2 separate regions of the Sus scrofa genome follow, and region 1 is linked to region 2. A link is a contact called in public Hi-C data. All regions are on one chromosome and are shown on one strand. The core of a region is the stretch at or near the end of the contact, and the rest is flanking DNA. Distances in the headings are between cores, read along the strand shown.

Region 1 (6,925 bases), core at 271-2,770, 78 kb after region 2:
CCTGCAACCGTAGCTGGCGGGGGAGAAGAAAACACAGGCTCCTCAAAGATTTGCCGCCTTACCTCTGCCCCAATCCCTGTGGCAGAGAGCAATGAACCTCCCCAGGGCCAGCCTGGGAGGCGGTGGTGGAGGGTGTTGAAGGTGACTGGACATCTGAAGACAAGAAGTCGGTCCTCCATGACATTCTTTACAGCGCACCAGACGTGTCCCAACCATTTTTTAGCGCAACTTCATGGTAAGGTGATGATGAACTAGAAAAATCACACCACCACACAGTACCCATGTTTGAAGCCCTGTTCGCACAGCTCACCTTTGGGTTAGGGGTTCCGAATAAGTGCCACTTTTCACTACAGCCAAGTGGCCGAGCCCCTAGCAGGGCAAATGTGCAGAAGAGACCACATCCCCACGTGTGTGCCCACTGGAGGGGAACATCTCCCCAAGGGCTACCTGAAGGCCAAATAGCTTTGTCACTCAGCATTGACTCGGCCCTAAAGCCACGGCACCCCAATTCCCCCGACTCCACCCCAATTCCAAACGTTCCCTCCCTTACAGAGAGAGCTCTCTGGAAGCCGCTGGCCCCACAGCCCTGGCACTAGACCACCATTTTGGAAGGGAAGGCTTTTCCACCGCTGTGATAGACACCAAGGCTCGAGTCCTCAGGCTGGATTCAAAGCTCCAGCCACGGCTGCCTTTCAGTCCACCCCTACTCACACTCCCGAGTGCTCTGTGCTCCACTCAGCTAGACCCGGGGCTGCTCTGCGCTCTGTAACCTGTTTAGCACCATCCCTGTGGCCTCGACCTGCTAGAAGCCAATAGCAGCCTCGCCCAGCAACCCCCTCCCCACCACACCCCCAGTTAACATATCCAAAAATATCTCCAGACTCTGTAAATGTCCGCTGGAGGGGGAAACCCATCCCCAATTGAGAGTCACTGCTCTATATCAATAAATCTCAAACTCGGCGACTCATTTATACTCACTTGGACTTTTTTTTTTTGCTTTTTAGGGCTGCGGCGTCAGCATATGGAAGTTCCTAGGCTAGGGGTCAAATTGGAGGTGCAGCTGCTGGCCTATGCCAGAGCCACTGCAACAGGAGATCCAAGCTGCCTCTAAGACCTACACCAGAGCTCGAAGCAATGCCCACGGAGTAAGGCCAGGGATCAAACCCACATCCTCAGGGATACCGGTCGGGTTCTTAACCCACTCAGCCACAACGGAAACTCCATAGACTCACCTCGACCTTTAGACTCAGACTTGAATTCAGGGGAACTGGGTTCCAAATCCTGGATCTGTCACTTACTTTGCAAGCCTGGACAAGATGCTGAACATTTTTAAGCCTCAGTTTTATCATCTTAAAATGAATAAACCCCACTTAGCATATACAACGGTTTTGAAGAGTACACCATCGATAATGCAAACCTAGTAAAGTTTCAATGAATGAACTGTGTAAAACTTCTAAAATAGCTCCTAAGGCACAAGGGCAACGAGTTGGGGAAAGCGCACGATGCCACCAGGTGGAGCAATGACAAACCACAGCAGATGGGTGGTGGTGGTGGCTGAGCTCAGATCTTGTTTCCCAGACAGGGACACTTGGGGTGAGAGGAAATAACATGCTCTTGTCTGCCCACACCCCAAATCCTCAAAATCAAATCTGATCTTATTTTATCTCTAAAATAACCACATACATTCTTAAGATGCTTTTCACAGGTCAGAGGGGAAAAAGAACTAGCTGAGAAATTACAAGAATATTAGGGAATAAATGACAATAATGAATAATCATTACTTATAAGATTACTTATTAATTATAAACCGGCAGTAATAGCTCCCATCTGTTAAGCAATCCTGTGTGGCAGGCATTGTCCTAAGCACTTTGCACATATTACCTCATGTGTCCTCACAGATATCTAATGTGTTTTCTTTGTTTTTATTATTGTGGTTGCCAGCAGCTTGTGGAAGTTCCCAGGCCAGACACTGAAGCTGAGCCACAGTAGTGCCTGAGCCGCTGCAGAGACAACACCAGACCTTTAACCTGCTGTGCCACAAGGGAACTTCCTGTCTAATGTATTTTTACATTCAGTTAAAATTAAAATTTTTAACTTTTCATTTTTCAGACTTCAAAAATGTCATAAAAAGGATCAGGGTTCCCATAGATCAAAAAACTCCATAGTTTTATTTTTTGTTTTTCAAATAACACCGCATACAGCAATAATATGATTATCAAAACCAGAAGATTAACAATGATATAACAATAATATAAAACTATTATCAATGGCACAAATTTTTCAGACTTTGCTTTGATGTCCTTTTCCTGGTCCAGAATCCAGTCCAGGATCCCACACTGAAAAAAAGATCTCCTGTCTCCTGGTCTCCTTCAATCTAGGGCAGTTTCTCAGCCTTCCTTGTCTTTCATGACCTTGACACTTTTGAAGAGTACCATCATTAATTTCATAGAATGCCCCTCAGTTTATCTGGCCGTTTCCTCGTATCTAAATTCAGATTATGCATTTTGGGCACTAATACCACAGAAGTGATGTTTGCCTTCTCGGTGCAGCACAGCAGAAGACCCACGATAACAAAATCTCTCGTGACGGGTGATGTTAAGTTTCAACACTGGTTAAGGTGGTGTTGATAAAACTACTATTTTCCCATTGTAATTAACAAATATCTTGCGGGAGGTACTTTGAGACTATGCAAATAGCCTTTTTTTCTCATCATAATTTTTCCCATTAATTTTTAAAATCCATTGATGATTCTTGCCTCCAACAAGCATTACCATGGTCTCAGCAAAATGGTGATTTTCTATTTCCTTCATTCCTTCTACATTTATTAAGATTCTACTATATGAAAGAGCTGTCCCTTCTCTCCCACTTACTTATTCAATATTTATTTATAGAAGTAAAGACTCAGGGATATTTGTGGAGTATAATCCACTATTACCCTTATTTCTAATGTTACTCATATTGTCCCACTGTTGCTCACTGGCCACTGGGCTCGAGGTGGTTTCAGTGAGTTCTGACATGTCTTGACATGTCATTTCCTGAATTTCTCACACCACAAAGATGTTCCAGGCTCAACTTGTACTTCCCTTCCCCAGCCCTGGAGTCAGCCGTTTCTCCACAGAGTCCTGGTTCCTTTCAAGGGAGAATGATAGTCACAAACCTGGGCACAAGATATTGCCCGTTGCTACAAAGGCCTTCTGGTGGACAGAGCTAGGAAACAGACAATGCATACACACACCAATGTACTTTCTTCAGCTCTGTTTTACAAATTATATAAATGAGGCACAGAAACATTTAGCAACTTGTCCAAAATTACAATGCTAATAAGTAGTGGCACTGAGACGTCAAAATAATAAGAGATCTACCACAAAACCTAACAAGTGGAAATGACTTTTTTACACAGGCAAGTCTGCAGAAAGCAAGAAGCCTAATACTCCAGCATAAACACTCCCTTTGGGAAGTAACTAGAAATCTGCAAAAACAATGAGGATAATAACCATTGTGTACTGAACACCTGCTTGGGCCCTGGGCCCACAGTAGCTCCTTTAGTCCTAACGACACTGCCAGGTGGATACTAATATCCACTCTGCAAACCAGAGAACCAAAGATCATAGAAGCTAAGTGACTTCTGCAAGATTACATAGGTAAGATCCATAGGTCTGCCGGCATGTAAAGTCCATGCTCTTTCATTGTATTAATATTTTCCAAAACTGATTTTAGGTAGAACATAAACTAGCTTATACTTTAATATTCATATACTTATTTTAATGCATGTATAAAAAATCTAAGCGCATATCAAACTCATAATCTCACAGAAAATATTGCACAGGAAAAAGCTATTGTGTAAATTAACTTTAAAAAAAATTTTTTTAATTTTTTTTGTCTTTTTAGGGCATATGGAGGTTCCCAGGCTAGGGGTCAAACTGGAGCTACAACTGCCAGTCTATACCACAGCCACAGCAATGCCAGATCTGAGCCACGTCTGTGACCTCCACCACAGCTCATGGCAATGCCAGATCCTTAACCCACTGAGCAAGGCCAGGGATTGAACCTGTGTCCTCATGGATGCTAGTCAGATTCGTTTCCGCTGAGCCACAACGGGAACTCCAATAAATTAACTTTATTTAAGAAAAATTATAAAGTAAATAGTAGAAGAGGTGGTATAAGTTATAGCAAAAAATCATAAAAGTGGTCCAAAAATGTCTGATGTTTCTTTTGATAGCCATAATACTATAGTAACACGCAGCTTCATTTTCAGGTACACCCTAACATTAGGGTCATGTAGGGCTGCAAAAAGAACAACAGAATAAGAGCCTCAGCCTGGATTTTAACTCCAGATGAGTCACCATTACCTTTGTGAACTTGGGCATTTCATTCGCTCTCTCTGGGTCTCAGTTTCCTCACCTGGAAATACAAGGGACAGTGATTTAGGTAATTAGTACAACTCTTTTAAAAGCAACTTGGTAATGATATTAAGAAACATGGGAGTTCCCGTCGTGGCGCAGTGGTTAACGAATCCGACTAGGAACCAGGAGGTTGCGGGTTTGGTCCTTGCCCTTGCTCAGTGGGTTAACGATCCGGCGTTGCCGTGAGCTGTGGTGTAGGTTGCAGACGCGGCTCGGATCCCGAGTTGCTGTGGCTCTGGTGTAGGCCGGTGGCTACAGCTCCGATTGGACCCCTAGCCTGGGAACCTCCATATGTTGTGGGAACGGCCCAAGAAATGGCAAAAAGACAAAAAAACAAAAACAAAAAAACAGGGCATGAGAACATTTGGAAGGGACCAATTACCAGATTGCTTAACCTAATTATACTTTTATGTAAATGAAAACTAGTATGTTTTTACATGTGTTTGGCTACTTTCAGTCAAAACGATTTTGTGGGATTCAACCATATTGATGTTTTTGTGGGGTTTTTTTCTCATTGCTGTATCAAAGGATTCCACTGAAGAATTCCATAATCTGCCTTTTCCAGTGCTCATTCAACAGGATATCAGCAACCAGAGATAATTGCTAATAAAAGCCCTTCTCTGAAGCCAAAAGTTTCAAACTGGTGAAATCATATGGAGCTGGAACACACTAGCCAAGGTGAGGGCCTAGGGTGAGACAATGATTTAACTGACTGCTGCTCATGCCTTTCAGATCAATGAGGGTGCATATTCTTCCCTGAACTTCAGTGCCCAGGAATCAAAGAAACCTACTTCAGCACTTCCATCTCCATCAGCCACAGAAATGATTCATTCAGAAGTTAAAAAAAAAAAAGAGTAATGCAACCAGTCCTGCTCGCTGCACTGCTGACTTACTCCAAGCTTCTCAGCTCCATCCCCAGGAGACCCCTTTCCCCTCAGGGAAAATGGGAAGAGGGTCTTTCCCCCTCTTCATTCCCCAGTGAGGCTCGTCCAGGCTGGCCTGGTCACAGCCTCCTCCTTCGGTGTCAGTAGATGAAAAGGCACATGTAGGAGGAGGTCTGCAGGAAACCCAACCGTCCTTGTCAGTGACATGCGGCAAAGCAGACCTTGGGAGAGAGGTGCCAGGGCCTCTGCCCCTCCCCATTTCCTGACCTAAACTGGTTTTAAACTTGCCTGTTCAGAACATACTCATTCCTTCCCACCTCAGCCCTGTCCTACTAGAGTCTAACTTGAATGTGACATAACTTTGAGTTATGTCCTTAACCACGTGCCAGAAAAGAAGAGAGAGAAAAAGGAGAAGCTTCTCCTAGTTTTCCAAAGCCTGGTGTGAATTAAACATCCACAGGAAAATACATACATAACTAATTTGGGACTGCAGATTCTATACCTTTTTCCACTGTGAAGGTTGTCTACCTGCAGGACCAAGGCCTAAACACCTTCTTGCTTATTTAGAGTACCACCTGGCCCTTGGGAAGCCTGACTCCAGAGAACCTACTAGAAGCCACTAGAAAACTAGTTGTCAAGGTCTGTGAGTGATTCCTATGAAATACGCAAAAAACGCAGATATGTTTTAATAATTTATGGGCTTTATTCCAGGAAATGCCCGTAGAGGTAGAGGTTATTGGTTTAGGGGACAGTCAGCTCTCAACAGAGACAATCTGCTGGGATTTGGGAAAGCAACTGAAAGCTACCCTTCAGAGATTACTTAAATAATTGGTAAAGAATGCACATTTGGGAGTATTGGATTGTTTTCTTTCCTTCCGAGATATTCTACAATTTTCTTTTTGTAACTGCTTGTTTATGGGAAAAAGGTTATGTTTACTTAGCTACCTGTGTGAGCCAATCTGACTGCCTTAGGGAAAGAAGCCTCCCAAACTCCCCAAGTCCCTCTGGCCAGGACCTTCTGTCCCCTCACGGGTCAGATCCATTCTAACCTGGATAACCCTCCGTTATTAACTCCACCAAGAATTAGCTGTTACCTCATTGCCTTCACTGCCAAGCAGCTGAAACATGTGCTGTCTCTCCCCTGCCCCGTCACCTGACTCCCCCCGGCACTCTGCACTGTTCCCAAGACAGAAGCAGCATAAAATCAGTACCCATCTCTTGGCCGATGCAAAAGTACATTCACTGCCCTCGCGTGGTTCGCTTTTACAACATCTGAGACCACAGACAACATTTTCCTTCTTGGACATTCTCCTCCTACACCACACATCGGATGGGGGCATAGGATGTACATAGCACCCCCACATCAGACCTTGACTCAGACCCTCCAGCTTCGCTCCACACCAGCCTCGTTCCACAGCTTCCACGACGCTCAGCAGACGGCTCCTTCATCGAAACCTTCAGCCCTACCACTTCCCAGAGCTCAGACACTCACATCCAAACACCTTCTTTTTTTTTTTTTTTTTTTGTCTTTTGTCCGTTTAGGGCCACACCTGCGGCATATGGAGGTTCCCAGCCTAGGGGTCCAAACAGAGGTACAGCTGCCAGCCTACATCAGGGCCACAGCAACATCAGATCCAA
Region 2 (7,534 bases), core at 4,585-7,084:
GCCAGACCTTACAGTGGGACTTGCAGCCACTGAGTTGGGAAACCTAAGCATAATGGGAACAATCAGCTCTTGAGGAGGCAGCACTCGGCCGTCAAAGGCAAGGTGGATGTGGTCACCATAATGGACAGCAGAGCCGAGGCACCAATCATAGACCTGTGGCCTGGGCTAGTTGATCGTGGTGTTGCTAAATGTGAAATAGATAGGAAGCCTACTTAATTCTTACTTGATCTGTATAAGCAGAAAAGTTTTTGGTCAAGGGAACAAAACTTTAACTGGGTTGTAAGAAGGAGAGAGTCAAGTTTCCTCAATCAATTCTTGGACTTGAGTCAGTTTACAGACCTATAATCCCTTCAATGAAGGGAAGATCGGGTCCCCTTGAAGGACTCTAGTATAAAAATTTACACTGTTAATCTTCTCTCAGTCTTCCTCAAAGAGACCTATGGACTTATACCACCATAACTGTGTATTTGGGGGGAAAAAGAAATAACCAGACCCTGGGAGATTTCTGGATATTGGCTCTGAACTGACATTCATTCCACGAGACTCAAAGTAGCACTGTCATCCACCAGTCAGAGTAGGAACTTACAGAGATGGAGTTTTACCTCAGATCTGTCTCAGTGGGCACGGCGGGTCTCTGAACTCATCCTGTGGGTGTTTCCACTTTGGAATGCATAACTGGAGTAGGTGTACTCAGCAGGAATACCCACAGTGGTTTCCTGAGCTGTGAAGTGAGGACTCTTAGGCCAAGTGGAAGTCACAGAGCTGCCTTCACCCAGGAAGGATGGTAAACCAAAAGCAATATTGTAGCCCCAGCAGGATTGCCAAGATAAGTGCCACTATGAAGGGCTTGAAGGTTGCAGGAGTGGTTCAACTTGCCTATTTGGCCTGTGTGGAAGACAGATAAGCCTTGGAAAATGACAGGGGATTATCATAAGCTTAGGCAGATGATGATTCCAATTGCACCTGCTGGACCAGACGTGACTCATTGCTGGAGCAAATCAACACATTCCCTGGTGCTTGATACATAGCTATTGATCTGCAAAAGCCTTTTTCTCCATCCCTGTCAATGAAAATCCACCAGAGGAGTTCCCGTCATGCAGGTTTGATCCCTGGCCTTGCTAAGTGGGTTAAGGATCTGGCGTTGCCATGACCTGTGGTGTAGGTTGCAGACGTGACTTGGAGTTGCTGTGGCTCTGGTGTAGCCCAGTGGCTACAGCTCCGATTAGACCTCTAGCCTGGGAACCTCCATATGCCGTAGGAGCGGCCCTGGAAAAGGCAAAAAGACAATAAATAAATAAATAAAATCCACCAGAGCAGTTTGCTTTCAGCGGGCAAGGCTGGCAGCACCCCTTCCTGTCCTCTCCCAGGTGTTTATCCTCTCTCCAGCCCTGTGTCATGATTTAACGCACAGGGATCTTGACAGCCTTTCCCTTTCATAAGACTCACACTGGTTCATTACGTGGTGATATTATGCTGACTAGACCTAGGGAGCAGGAAGTAGCTAGTACTCTAGACTTATTGGTGAGACGTTTGTGTGTCAGAGGGTGAGAAATAAAGCCAATAAAAATTCTGGGCCTTCTGCCTCAGCAAAATTTCTGAGGTGTCCAGGGAGGCTACTGCGATACCTCTTCTGAGCTGAAGGATAAGCCGTTGCATCTGGCCCTTCCTATAATCAAAAAAGAAGGACAATGCCTAATGGGCGTCTTTGAGTATTTGAGGTAACTTATTTCTCATTTAGGGCTGCTACTGCAGCCCATTTACCAAGTGACCCAAAGAAGATACTGTTTTGTTTTTTGTTTTTTTTTTTTCTTTTTAGGGCCACACCTAGGGCACACGGAGGTTTCCAAGCTACGAGTCAAATCAGAGCTGCAGTTGCCGGTCTCCACCACAGCCACAGCAACACGGGATCCCAGCCGTGTCTGTGACCTACACCACAGCTCACGGCAATGTTGGGTCCTTGTCCTTAACCCATTGAGGGAGGCCAGGGATCGAATCCACGTCCTCATGGATACTAGTTGGGTTTGTTATCACTGAGCCACAACGGGAACGCCAAAAAAAGCTATTAGTTTTGAGTGGTACCCAGAAAAAGAGAAGGTACTGCAATAAGTCCATGCTCTGTTAAAGCTGCTGTGCCACATGGGCCAGATGATGCAGCAGATCCAGTGACACTTGAAGTGGCAGTGGCAGAGAGGGATGCTCTTTGGAGCCATTAGCAGCCCACTGAAGTGAATCATACTTAGGCCTTTAGGATTTTGGAGCAAAGTCTCGCTCCCCTCTCAGGATAAATATTCTCCTTCTGAGAAACAGCTTCTGGCTTACCTTGGTAGAGACTGAACATTTGACCATGGGCCATTAAATCACCATGTGACCTGAGCTTCTGGTGCACTGGGGAAAAGGAAACAATCAGACCTTTTGGTGATTACTGGCTCTGAACTGACACTAATTCCATCAGGAGCTGAGTGCTGCCGGATACAGCAAAAGCCATAAAGCTGGGTGGGCACAGCCATACTCCATCATCAAAAGGAAGTGCTACATGTGGGAGCTGGCTTGAGCTGGTCCTGAGGCACAAGTGAGTTACATGAAGAAGTGGCCCAAATGCCATTGGTCCCACTCCTGCTACCTTGCCTTCTCTCTCAGAGCCACACCTATGGCCCCTGGGGAGTTCCCTCTGAGCTAGTAAATGGAGAAAGAAATCTTGGGTTTAGTTTACAGATGTTTCTGCTTGATATGCAGGCACCAGGTGAAAGGGGACAATTGCAGCATTATAACCCCTTTCTGAAACTTTCCTGAAGATCAAAGTGAAGGGAAATCCTCTCAGAGGGCAGAACTTCAGGCAGTGCACTGGACTGTTCATTTTGCTTGAAGGAGAAATGACCAGATGTGTGATTACATACTAATTCATGGACTACGGTCAGGGACTTGGTAAGAATATTGGAAAATTGGGTATAAGGAAGAGGGGAAGAAGCACGTGGATAAACCTCTGAATGCTCACCATTCACCTCAGCAGAAGAGGATTGAAATAATCAAGTGTCTAGAATGACCTGTTCTGTGGACACCGGTCAGCCCCTCTCCCCAACCACCCCTGCTTTTGCCTGGTGGACTCACAAAGTGGCCATGGCCATGGGGATGGAGCTTATTTTGTTCTCATTGGAATAGGCAGTTACTCTGGATACAGATTTGTCTTCCCTGCAAACAAATGCTTTTGCCAAAACTACCATCCGTGGACTCACAGAATGCCTTATCCCTTCCATCATGGTACTCCACACGGCATTGCTCTGATCTAGGAACTCATTTCATCACAAATGAAATGCAGCGATGGGCCATGCTCATGGAATTCACTAATCTTACATCCTGAAACAGCTGACTTGACAGAGGAGTAGAGAGGCCTTTTGGAAACTCAATTTCAGCACCAGCTAGGTGGCAAAACCTTTCAGGGCCGAAGGAAGGTATTCCAGGAGGCTAGATATACTCGGAATCAGGGTCCACTAAACGGTGCTGTTACTCCCATAGCTGGGATTCTCAGGTCCAGGAATCAAGGAGTGGAAAGAGAAGTGATGCCACTCACTTACCCCTAATGATCCCTTAGCAAAATGTATACTTCCTGTTCCCATGACGTTGTGCTCTGCTGGCCTGGAAGGTCTTAGTTCCAAAGGAAGGAATGCTTCCACTGGCAGACACAAAAACGATTCCACTGACACATCAGGGTTCCTAACTCTCAAGCTGTCCAAAATGTTAAGAGCCTGGAGAGCACTGGCCTAAGCGTCAATGTCCTTCCCTCACAGGGATCAGGGGTCAGAAAAAATGACAGAGATTTTGAGGGGGCTGCGATCACAGGGATGGCAGGGACAGGGGCAGGTGGAGGCCATGGATGAGGCTGTCCAGAGAAGCCCAAGGAGAAACCCCAGGAGTGGGGAGGGGAGAAGTAGAGGATCGGAGGCACTGTGGGAGCTCCACTGAGGCCCTGGGTGGGACCGTTTGTGCGAAACCATCTCAGGAACAGGGGCCTCTCCATTCACAGCTGATGTGGACAGAGAGTGTCAACAACCCTGGATAAAAGTGGACTTGGAGGAGTGTCCACTTTTATGGACACTGTGAAGCAGTGCGTTAAGGATCAGACTGTAGGCAGGGGCTCGGGTTGCTGAGGAGGCGTGGGTTTGATTCCTGGCCAACAAACTTCCGTATATCGTGGCTGTGCCCCCACTCCCCCAAAAAGTGGACTTAACACAAGAGTTCAGCCATGAAGACCCGGGCACATATGAGGCCCGGGTCTTTTTTTTTCCCCTTTATCGGCCACCCCGTGACGTACGGACTTACTAGGCCAGGGATCAGATCCGAGCCATAGTTGTGACCTAAGCCACAGCTGAGGCAATGCTGGATCCTTAACCCACTGTGCCGGGCTGGGGATTGAACTTGCATCCCAGCGCTCCCAAGATGCTGCCGATCCTGTTATAACACAGCAGGAGCTCCGAGGCCCAGGTCTTAATGAACAAGAAGGAACCAGCTCCCATCTCACCTGACCCAGGGACACTGAGAGGGTAGCAATGAGTGTCCCAGATTCAGACTTTCTGTTCTGGACACCAGGCCCTGGGAGCGAGAGGGGAAGCTGACTGTCCATCCTTCCCCTATGCTCCCCTGACACAAAGACCTTGCCCTCTGACATTCCTGGTTCCCTGGTCCTCCCTCTTCTCCACACAGATCCACCACCCAGTGCTCCAGCCACAGACACCACTGCCACACAGGGATATACGCAGTGTAACTTACTGGAGACAAACGCAGACTAGTATATACATTCCCGGAAACCTGAGCTTGGTGACATCTCTTTAAGGAAGGGCGTTGGAGTTCTTGCAGCAACAGAGACTGTGACTCACAGAGCTGGAGCGTGACGGAGCATTAACATAATATATGACCCATGTAAAAAGTCTACAGATTGATGTTGAAAAACAGAGCGGCAGGAGACGGTGACTGCTGTACTTCCCGCCTTGTCCACCAGAGGGCGGCAGAGCTACTCCACAGCCTCGCGCCTCCCCAAGGACTGCGAATCTTGAGCTGAATCTCACCCTCATCAGTGTCACCTTATTCCATGGTCTTTCTTGCTCTCCGAGCTCTCCAGCTGGACTCTGTCAGCCCCTCCATCTAGCCAGGCCCACTGCACACCTTTGAGAACTACTATTCCTTCAGGTCCTGAGCGTGGGCTCCTGGAAGCTGTGCCTTGCTGGACTCCAACAGAGATAGAAGGAGGGTCCCTCTCGCCAGGCATCAGTGACCTTGACCCCTTTCCAGCCTCTCAATCCTTTTCCGGATCTTCTGGCAGGAATAGAATGCAAACTTGTCAGAGCATTTGAGAATGCTGGGAAGACCCTGGGTGCCCAGCTGGGTTTCTTTGTCACAAAGGGAAATCATAATCGGGTTTAAGGACCTCTCCACTCTCTGTGTGGTGCTGACAGACCTCAGGGCAGAATACAGCAGATGCCAATGCTGGGGTATTTGGATCAGCCTCTCAGGAGCCCCCATCAGCCTTGCTATAGAAAGTGTGCTCAGGAGGGGAGGAGGAAACTGCGGGAGAGGCTGACTGTGCACTCCAACTGGGGACTAGGGGCAATGCCCAGGACCCTGAGCCCCAGGGCTGTGCTCCCCGCAACCAATGGCAAATTGTGTGTGTGTGTGTTTCCACGGTGAGAAGTCAAGCTGAAAAAGGCAGAAACAGCAGTGGTTCACAGGAAAATGAAATGCAAATAGAAAGGTAAGAGCGAGGAAGGAAGGCAGGCAGGAACAAGAGAGGAGGGAGAGGGAGGGTCCTGGAGAGACCCCGCCCCCACCCACGTGACCCAGGGAACTGCTCCTGCCCCAGGAGGAGGCCCAGCACAGAGGGAGGAAGGACAGCAGAGCTCACACATCAGACAGCAGTGCTTGTGGGCCTTTCTGGAGCAGAAACTCTTCTCTGACAGGGAGGGACACAGCAGGCAGCAGGCACCATGGAGCCCCCCTCAGCCCCTGCCCACAGAGGGCATGTCCCCTGGCACAGGCTCCTGCTGGCAGGTAAGAGGGGACAATTTTCAGGGAGTAATTAGAGATGGGAGAACAGAGACTGGCTGGGGTCTTCTGGGGAGACAGGGCTCTGAGAGGGGACTAGGGGCTTCTGTTTGGACCTGAGGGGAGAGGACAGGGGACCACAATAGGAGGGGAGAGGGGCTCGGCAATAGGAAAATCTCAGTGAACTGCAATTGGTGAGGGGCAGGACACCGCGATTCTGTAGGTCTTACAAGTTATTCTTCACTGAGCAATAACTGTTGAAAACTGATAACGATATTAATCAGTTATTGTCATAGAGAAACAACTCAACCAGGGACACTAAACATTACATTACCCACCAACTTCAGAAAATGGCAAATAAACACCAAGGTGTGGAGGGCGCTGGGGACACTGATTGCTTCATCACCATGTGTTTGCAGCCTGTTCCAGGCACTCAGGGGACAAAAGAATCAGACAAGTTCCTGCCCTCACAGAGCTCACGTTCTATGGGGAGGAAAGACAGACACAGAGAGATTCAGAATGTGCTGTCAGTGCTGACAAGTGTCTTGAGGAAACAGAGCAGGGAAAGGTGGACAGTGAAGATGGGGAAGTTCCCATTGTGGCTCAGTGGAAATGAATCTCACCAGTATCCGTGAGGATGCAGGTTCTATCCCTGGCCTCGCTCAGTGGATTAAGGATCCGGCGTTGCCATGAGCTTTGGTATAGGTCACAGGCACGATTTGGGTCTGGCATTGCTGTGGCTGTGGTGTAGGCCAGTGGTTGTAGTTCTGATTTGACTCCTAGCCCAGGAATAGCCATATGCCGTGGGTATGGCCCTTAAAAAAAATAAAAAAAGACAGCAAAGATGGGGTCCTTAGAGCAGGAGGTTGGGCAGGGTAGGTCCCAAGAGACCCGTTGAGTGTGAGCAGGCGTGTGAGGGCCGTGAGGGAGTGAGCCAGGCACACACCTGGGAAGGCAGAGGAAATAACAAGTTCAGAGAAGATGAAGTAATGGGGGTCATGCTGCTGACCTTCAACCAGTAGGACACACACACACACACACACACACACACACACAGTGCAAAAAAGGCTAAGGGATGAAGAGACCTTCTCAGGACCCAGGGCCACATTTTTCCATCCTAATACACAGGTCAGAATATTGAGGAGTTCCCTAGTGGCTCAATATTAAGGATCCACTGTTGTCACTCCTGTGGCTTGGGTTTGATTTCTGGCCTGGGGAGCTTCCACACGCCCATGGCATGTTCAAAATTGAAAAACCAAAATGACCTGCTTAAAAAACAGAATATTAACTGATTTCTCTCTCTTTCCCCCTAGTCTCACTCCTAAGCTTCTGGAACTTGCCCGCCACTGCCCAGATCACTATTGAATCAGTGCCCTTCAATGTCGCAGAAGGAAGCGATGTTCTTCTACTTGCCCACAATGCGACAGAGGATACTCTAGGCTACAGCTGGTACAGAGGAGAAAGAGTAGAGAACAACCAACTAATTGTAACATACAGAATAGAC

What was found. Hi-C and Micro-C count contacts between places; a contact is called where the count stands out from the background.
Region 1: a contact with region 2 is called in a Hi-C map of skeletal muscle, with 12 times the contacts expected there. The contact joins the enhancer-like site here to the promoter of CEACAM1 in region 2. A contact is called at or near these places in 2 of 5 promoter capture datasets (liver and skeletal muscle), 30 of 47 Hi-C or Micro-C datasets (adipose tissue, alveolar macrophages, blood and 15 more) and 2 of 2 datasets of contacts at active chromatin or transcription factors (alveolar macrophages and skeletal muscle).

Annotation. Positions count from the first base shown.
Region 1 is chr6:49,513,666-49,520,590 of Sscrofa11.1, forward strand. ATP5SL (ATP synthase subunit s-like protein) reads right to left here. Exons shown (of 6, transcript XM_021094422.1): 2 at 4,350-4,401. The coding sequence starts at 4,367. Among named protein-coding and RNA genes, the nearest start is that of LIPE, 32 kb to the right of the region's middle. Within about 2 kb of position 1,521, at least 5 of the 83 cell types and tissues checked have an H3K27ac peak or open chromatin away from gene starts, as enhancers often do. A contact at or near this core is called in liver and skeletal muscle, where this site is marked.
Region 2 is chr6:49,431,474-49,439,007 of Sscrofa11.1, forward strand. CEACAM1 (carcinoembryonic antigen-related cell adhesion molecule 1) reads left to right here and starts at 5,835. Exons shown (of 8, transcript XM_021094420.1): 1 at 5,835-6,036; 2 at 7,344-7,534. The coding sequence starts at 5,973. All of the region lies in intron 2 of ATP5SL (ATP synthase subunit s-like protein), which reads right to left.